Regions from separate parts of the Aedes albopictus genome. Here region 2 is linked to region 1. The links are chromatin contacts, called in public Hi-C maps. All regions are on one chromosome and are shown on one strand. Each heading gives the region's core, a stretch centred on a gene start, on an enhancer-like site or on the middle of the called end of the contact. The rest is flanking DNA. Distances are from core to core; before and after follow the strand shown. Region 1 holds the start of LOC109416999. Region 2 holds the start of LOC109408893 (ribosome quality control complex subunit TCF25).

What was found. Hi-C and Micro-C count contacts between places; a contact is called where the count stands out from the background.
Region 2: a contact with region 1 is called in a Hi-C map of whole pupa, with 5 times the contacts expected there. The contact joins the promoter of LOC109408893 here to the promoter of LOC109416999 in region 1. A contact is called at or near these places in 2 of 3 Hi-C or Micro-C datasets (whole body and whole pupa).

The regions. Positions count from the first base shown.
Region 1 is chr2:407,238,315-407,242,288 of AalbF5, reverse strand. It overlaps LOC109416999, which reads right to left and starts at 2,258. Exons shown (of 6, transcript XM_029876584.2): 1 at 1,517-2,258; 2 at 597-796. The coding sequence starts at 1,638.
Region 2 is chr2:407,386,519-407,390,492 of AalbF5, reverse strand. LOC109408893 (ribosome quality control complex subunit TCF25) reads left to right here and starts at 1,807. Exons shown (of 5, transcript XM_029876580.2): 1 at 1,807-2,071; 2 at 2,155-2,344; 3 at 3,135-3,974. The coding sequence starts at 2,192. LOC134287312 (a long non-coding RNA gene) reads right to left here and starts at 574. Exons shown (of 3, transcript XR_009997212.1): 1 at 307-574; 2 at 1-241.

The DNA of each region.
Region 1 (3,974 bases), core at 1,009-3,508:
ACGTTGGGATTCGTGTACGACCCCTACTCCATTCGGCAAAGTTTTAGACAAAACCACAAGGCAAAAGTCGTCCATACATCATTTCTTGATTGCATGCTTCTGAGCTGAGAAAATAGCAAGTGAGTGTAACTCTTTGAAAGTGAGTGTTCCCATCCCTGCCCAACAGATCCGATACTGCCTATTGAATTTACAGAAGACTTACTGGGCATGATATATTACAAATAATAGTTTTGTATAATGAAAGAAGTTACCGTTACATCCGTAGACTTTACGATCTAAACTCAAGAACAATTTGAATGACCTAGGATATCCAGAAAAATATTCTGAATGATATTCTACCCTTTTTATGCTATTGAGCACCAAAATAACAGAAAAATGTAGAAAAAGTTCCTTAATAACGCTTGGAAAAGTTCCGGCTTCAAAGGTTTAAAAGCCATTCAGCATTATTAAATAGGGAAATCCATAACATTTCACTGCAAACAAATTAGCGACCTCGTTTAGCACCCTTTCCCCGCGCAAAACAATCTGTTACCGCTGTATACGATACACTTCCAATGGGCAAACAACGCCGTATTCTATCCACCCGACTTACTCACCTTTCTGTATTGCTATCTCTAGTCGGCGGTTCTCGCTGTGTACCACCGACGTGATGTACGATATGATGAACAGCCACATTACCGTCATTAGTATGGCCAACCACAGGCCGAAGTTTTTGCAGTCGATGTGCGATCCGGCCACCGCTGACCGATGGTGATCGTCATCGTGTCGGCCCGAGTTTGTCCTTGTACGTGTTTTTCTGAAATGTACGGTTGAGACGTGAGCGAAGAAAGTGGAAAATTGCCGGTATAATACGCCACGATCATATGCGGATCTAGGAGGCGCAAGAGAGCTGAGGTGTGCGGACTCAATTATTTTGGTCATTCAATTTGAGCACGTACGTTTTCTTCCAGTGCTCCCCGTTGTTGAGTTGCTTATCTCCATGGAGATTTATTTCAAAGTGCACGCATGAACTGCTTCACACAAAGTTTAAACAGATGAATAATAGCAAAAGTTACAATCAAACGTATATATTCAGCTCGATTGGTTCTATATGGGCTTGAAAGGATAATTTGCAAACATTGGGCATGTTTTACACATAATTTTCGTACAGATAAACGTTAGAAAAATATGTTTGTGTCAGATGGCAAAGTTTGTGTGTCATTTAACGTTTCGTTTGCTTTAGCGTGACTAAGCAAACCGAATTTGTATCCTGGCACACTTTGATAATTTTTTAGGTTTGGCAGCAGCCTGGCTGCTGTCAAATTTCAGTCCGCAATCCTCAGCAAGAGAGTATCCAAATCTTTCTGGGTGCTCTAGAACCTTCAAGGCTGAAGGTGGTTGAAGTGTTCAGTACCTAAAGAATGGATCCCGAGGGATCATTTCAAAACTTGTTCGCTCCTGCCTTCTAGATACGTCTGTGATGTTTCTAAAAATAGAAAAAAAGAGAAAACACGCATCTCTCGATCTCAAGACTAACCTTCGCACTTTCCGTTTCCTCTGGTTGACGATCTCCGGCAGTTCAAGGTCTGACAGACTTTTGGAATCGTCCGACAACTGTAGCAGTTTGAAGGACTCATTCTTTCGTTCCCCGTTCATCATATTGCTATCGGAATTTGGTTCCCGTTTTTATTTATGAATTACTATATCTACATCGATCTCTGGCGACACTACGCCAAACCGAATTCCACTGGACCGACGTTCTACGTATATTTACAAGGACGGAGATCTTACGTCCCTACGCAAGGGAAATCACAGCTAGTTTACTCATTTTCTCCCAGTACGATGGATTATTGCACCGCTTAATTGACTTGAAGCAAATCGTGAACAATCTAAAAGGGTCACTTCACACGCTTACCTGAACCCAATCGTAACTTCGAGTTCCCCAAAGCGTATTTTATTGCACTTTACATAATATAAAACCCTGTGTTTCCTCAAATTATCTACTGATAACCGCGAGACCGCCGTATGAACCGAAAAAAAAAACAAAAGCCTCAAATTTATTACAGCGTGCACGTCACGTCAATGGTAATTAAAATTTATCAAGCGACTACGAACGAATTGGATCGACGCGGTTCTTCCGTTCTTATTACACACAATAACAAACCGAGTTTGGTGTTCAAAACAAAACTACGAAAGAATGATACAAAAAAACATACATCTGTCTCGCGATTGGTACAATGACTATTAACCGTGTCCGACGAAGGACGGACGGCTCTATGTTTTGCAATGGTAATTAGATTCCGCCAGACGACTTTATTACGATTAAGGTGTCGAAAGGGAATGCGAAACAAGCAGGCGTAGAGAAAGTGTCAAACAGTGCACGACAACCATTTGGAGAATGGTTCTCTATGGTATGGATGATATGCTATATGATGTGCTATAGTTGAACCATTCAGATGGCTTGACAGCAAGACAAGTGGTGCGAACTGGTTTGTTTTTTGATGAGGCGTTTGATTTGACAGTTGGACGAACTGCGATTTATGCTTCTGTATTCTGCTTGGCCATTTCAGGAGGGTTACCCTTAAGGGATCCCATAATTCCTGAAGGCTTCTCAAAAAGAACTCTTGGAGAATTTCTTGAAAGAACTTTTGTGAAAATTCTTAATAGAACTTCTGAAGGATTCCTACAAAGAACTTTTGGAGGATTGCCAGATATTACTTCTACAAGATTCAAATGAACAACACCAGGCGGGCTCCCACAAGGAACTTCTGAAGATTGGCAGAAGGAACTCCTGGAGGATTCCCAAAAGCGACTCCTGGAAGACTCCAAGAAACAATTACTGAACGATTTCTCGAATAAACTCCGGTAGGATTCTCTTTAGGAACTCTTGAAGCAAACGTAATGAGAAATATTGGATAAATTCCAAAGACGAATGAAGTTAGAATCCATTAACAACTCTTGGAAGTGTTCCAAGAAGGAGCTTCTGCTGCACAAATACCAAAAAAGAACTCTTGCGGAAAATCTTCAAAGAACTCCTGGAAAAACGATAGGATTCAACAAAGATTTACTGGAAAAATACCATAGAATCTCCTAACTAATCCACCTAGCGGTGATGGCGCCTTTCTCGTGATTTCGAAAACACATTTCAACACGACTCAAGTGACATGTTGATGAACATGTCGCATTTTCATACGTTTAACAGAAATCCATTTCATGGCATCAGAGATCATATCGTTTATCTAGCTTTTGATTTTTGAGCCTTAAACTCTTGAGAAACAACCGCAATCTTGACTTTTGAACCGCCATTTTGGATTTGAGTCCGGAAGCTCGGAAATTCAGGTCGCCATTTTTTGAATTCCCGAATTCTTCCCCATACCAGATACACCCATATTGAATGGTTTTAGAGCCCAAAACTCCATTAAACAGCCACAATTTTGAATTTTGCGACGCGATCTTGGATATTCTGGTCGCTATTTTTTAACTCCGGTTGTCTTCCCCATACCAAATATACCCATATTGTACAGTTTTAGAGCCTAAACCTCCATTAAATAGCCGCCATCTTGAAGTTTACGCCGCCATCTTGAATTTTGAGATGCTATCTTGGATATTTTGGTCGCCATCTTGAATATTTTAATCGTCATTTTTGGACTCCAGACTCCTACAACTCCATTAAACAGAAGCCATTTTGAATTTTGAGCTATCATCTTGGATTTTCGACCGCCATCTTGGATATTCTGGTTGTTATTTTTTGAGTCCAGATTTCTTCGCCCAACCAAATATACCCATATTGCATGGTTTCAGGTCCTAAAATTTCATTAAACAGTCGCCATCTTGAATTTTGAGACGCCATCTTGGATATTTTGGTCAATTTCTTGGATATTTCAATCGTCATTTTTGAACTCTAGACATCTTTCCAATATCAAATATACACATATTGTATGGTTTTAGAGCCTAAAATTCCATTAAACAGCTGATGTATCACAAGATAAGCCAGA
Region 2 (3,974 bases), core at 558-3,057, 150 kb before region 1:
CAGTATGGGCTTGTTCACAAATGTCATAACGCTGGAGGGGGTGGGTGAGTGTCCTTCATGGTGTTACAGCCCAAACAAATAAAATTTTTCTCCATATAAATAGTATTACGAAGGGGTGGGTGGGTGTCAGGAAAGGCGTTATGAAATTTGTGAATGAACCCTATTTTCGCTGTGTAGTGTTGGTCTTTCTGAACTACCCACTGAGATGCACGCTATCCATACTGGGATGCTATTCGACATCCTGGAATATGATCAAATAATGTGATATGACATTATTTAATATAATATCAATGATTAAATACTTACCCGCACAAGTTTTCAGCATCCACCTCGTCCATCTTGAAAAAATTGAAGAACAACAACAACAACAACAAAGTTCACGTGGGGCGCGGGTTCATTCATGACATATTGTAATAAGGTGTGATCTTTTATAGAATTTTACTATAAGGAATAACTAATAGAAGTGTATTGATCTCAATAACAAAATTTATGTGTGGCGTTTATAAACGTCGGAATGAACGTATTCAGTCGACTATGTGTTACCACACATAAATAAAATCATTGCTTTTTTGTAGTGTATACCGTCGCGCTCGTATCTTGAGAATACAACTACATCGTATTTTGACAATTTTAGACCCCCTCCCTCCCCCACGTAACAACTTTTGTATGAATTTTTTTTAAATTTTGTATGAAGCGTAACACGACGTCAGACCCCCTCCCTCCCCCTATTGCGTTACGTAATATTTGAATGAACCCTAACCCAAAAAGAAAATCGATCATTGTAGATACACCCGTATGAAACTAAACGCGAGAACTTAGGCCAAACATGCCTAAAGGTCCTATCTGCAGAAAAGAGGCTCTCTTTGGTTTCCCTCTCTTTCGTTAATATCTCAGCTGTTTATTTGTATTATGATTGTCTCCTTGCATAGAACGATGGTCAAAACAATTGTCTTTTGATTTGTACTGGAAAAAATAGCTGAAAAGTGTACCATTACATTGCAATAATTGAAAGAGAAAGTGAGGGAACGTTCAATAATTACGTCCAATATTTGGGGGAGGGGGGGTTGTCAACAAAAGTGTGACAGTACGTGTATTAGGTATAGGGAAAATGCGTGACAGAAGGGAGAGGGAGCGGGAGGAGGGTGGTCTGAAATCCCGGAAAATGATGAACGTAATATTTGAATCTTCCCTGAACAAAGAGAGCCTCTCAAATGCAGATAGGACCTATTGAAATGTTTGGCCTGAACTCATTGCGAACTGTGCACGGAGCCGCCAAACTACCCAAAATTGAGTTCTTTTGACGCAATCCCATAGTTCGGCCCAATAAGCCAAATTTGAGTAAATCGATTAAACTCACACTAGGTAAATTGCCTTCGCACCTCCAGCAAAAACATTTACTTAAGAGTAGGTAAATTCAACCCAAGACCCCCCCTCATTCAACCCAAATTTGAGTAAACCTACATTTACCCAAAATTGGCTTATTGGGCTCAAGGACCCCCGTTGGGTAGATGCATCTTTGTTTGTTTTTGACAACATCGGTGAGGGAAAGAGGGAAAACAACCTAATTTTGGGTAACTAGTTTATTCGATACACTCAGCTTTGAGTAAAATAGACCCGAAAATTAGGTAGTTTGATTTCTCCGTGTGTGGTTGCATTGTTTTTACTGTGTAGCCCATGTACTCCATTTTATTTCCATCGGACATTTTTTTTTGACAGCTGTCAGCTGTTATTTTGCATTCGCGGGGAGTTTGGGGCAAACTGGCTCAGTTTTTGCTCGAATTCACCCATTCTGCTTGAATTTTCGCATTTTTCTTTGCGATCGACGGTCAACAGTCGACCAGACGGAAAGTTATTGTTTTTGTTTCGTGTCACCAAACTTGCAACAGCAGCCCAAATTTTCATCAAGCAATCGATCGGCGGATTATTTTCGCTGAAAATCCGTTTCCCGAGGATTTCCCTCGATGAAAATCAGGTGAAAAAGTGTGCAAGAGATATTATTGCTTGGAAAAGACAGTGCGAAGACGCGTCACCACAGGTATTAGGGTTTCCACGTAGCACGCGTGATAATCTGGTAATTTGTAATTTATTTAAGTAAGTACGATAGCCTGCTAGTTACAAAACTTTTGCTCAGGTCAAGGAACCGGTCTGGTAAAGACGGAAGTGTCCCCCCGTTGCGGGAAGCATTGGAAAAATGTCTTACCGTATCTTGCGGAAGTTGCAGGGCAACGAACTGGAGATCAAGGACCCCATCGACGAGATTTCCGATGGGGCCGATGCGGATTACGATACCAACAGCATCGGCAGCCAGACTCGCAAGAAAATCAATATCAATCGATTCGATTTGGTAAGTGTTATCTCATTCCGGGGGTGTACGAGATTTGTTTCTACTTGAATGCAACAGGCCGTGATGAATCAATGGGCAATTTCACAAGAAAGTATTTCGACATACAGCTTTCGCTCGATAACTGGGCTTTGTCGACAGTCCAGTAAGCGAGCGCCGCTCGATAACTGGACTGAGCTTCCGCAGCCGGAGGCTATTATTATATTTTGTTTTGTTTACCGATTTGTAAAATGTGAGGTTATATTTCGCTTATTTTTGACAGATAACTGCTTTTTAACTCGACTTTGCCCCAGTTATCGAGCGCCCAGTTAAAAAGCAGTCCAGTTAAAGAGCAGTCAGTTATCGAGCGGATGCTGTATACCTAGGGTGTGCGATCATTTGTGCAGGGTTCCTGTTTTGGGGTCTTCACGCAATAACTTAGTTAATTTAATTCGAATTGACTTGAGTTCATAATCCAATTATGTTTTTGTATATGAAGTAAAATGGTAAAGGGTGACGAGTTCGATCCCCAGTCGGTCCAGGAACTTTTCGTAAAGGAAATATCCTTGAATATTTAGCCATAGAGTATCTTTGTTTCTGTCACACGGAATACACATGCAAAATGGTCATTGGCAGAGGAAGCTTTCAGGTAAAAACTCAAGAACATTATGCTAAGAAGCAGGCTTTGTTCCGGTTGGGGCGTACGGCAAGAAAAAGTAGAAGACGTACGTACATTGAACCATAACAATTTTAAATCTATGGAACAATCATTGAATTGTCTTTAAAACTACTTACAACATATCTTTTATTCCAGCTGAACCAGCAGCAATCGCTCTCGGAGAGCGAAGTCAAAGAGGATGATAACGACGAAACGGAACGAGACAATGCTGGAGGGACACAGAACCCAAATCTGGTTGAGTGCAAAAAGAAGAAGAAAAAGAAAAAGAAGCGTACCGGCAAGTACGTGGCCAGTTCGGCTCGCCGCAGCAGCGAAGACAATGCCGACGTCGAGGACGATTTTGCCAAAACGGTCAAAGAGGTCGATCAGCTGTTCGGCGATTATGAAAAGTCAGAAAACAGAGCATCCGTGGCCAACAGTGGCGTGAACGGATCGGGTTCCGGTTTCTCCGGGGGCAAGTCCCTACTATCGGTGCAACACAAGAATTTGAATCCACAGTATGAGATGAAGCGGATGTTCGGCAGCAAAGTGGTCGCTGATCAGCAGAACAAACGACGGAACAACAACCGAGGAGCAGCCCCGCGAACGCTGAAGTCCACCTACTTGGTGAACCCAAAAGACAGTTGGCCTCCGGTTGGAAAGTCGGGGATCTATATGAACCTGGTGCAGGCACCGGAACAAACCTTAGGAGGAACATCCAAGGGCGTGGCCGATAAGAACGTAATCTATTTCGCTTTTGAGCATAATCCCTCGTACAGACAGATTCAGCAAAAGTTCTTGAATGCCGTGGAGAGTATGGACTCGGACAACATTATCAAGATCATCAATCAGCATCCATATCATGTGGATTCGCTGATCCAACTGAGCGAACTGTGTAAGATGTCCGAAGACCACGCCATGGCTTCGGATTTGATCGAGCACGCCTTGTTTGCACTGGAATCCTCGTTTCACACGATGTTCAGCTTAACCCAAGGT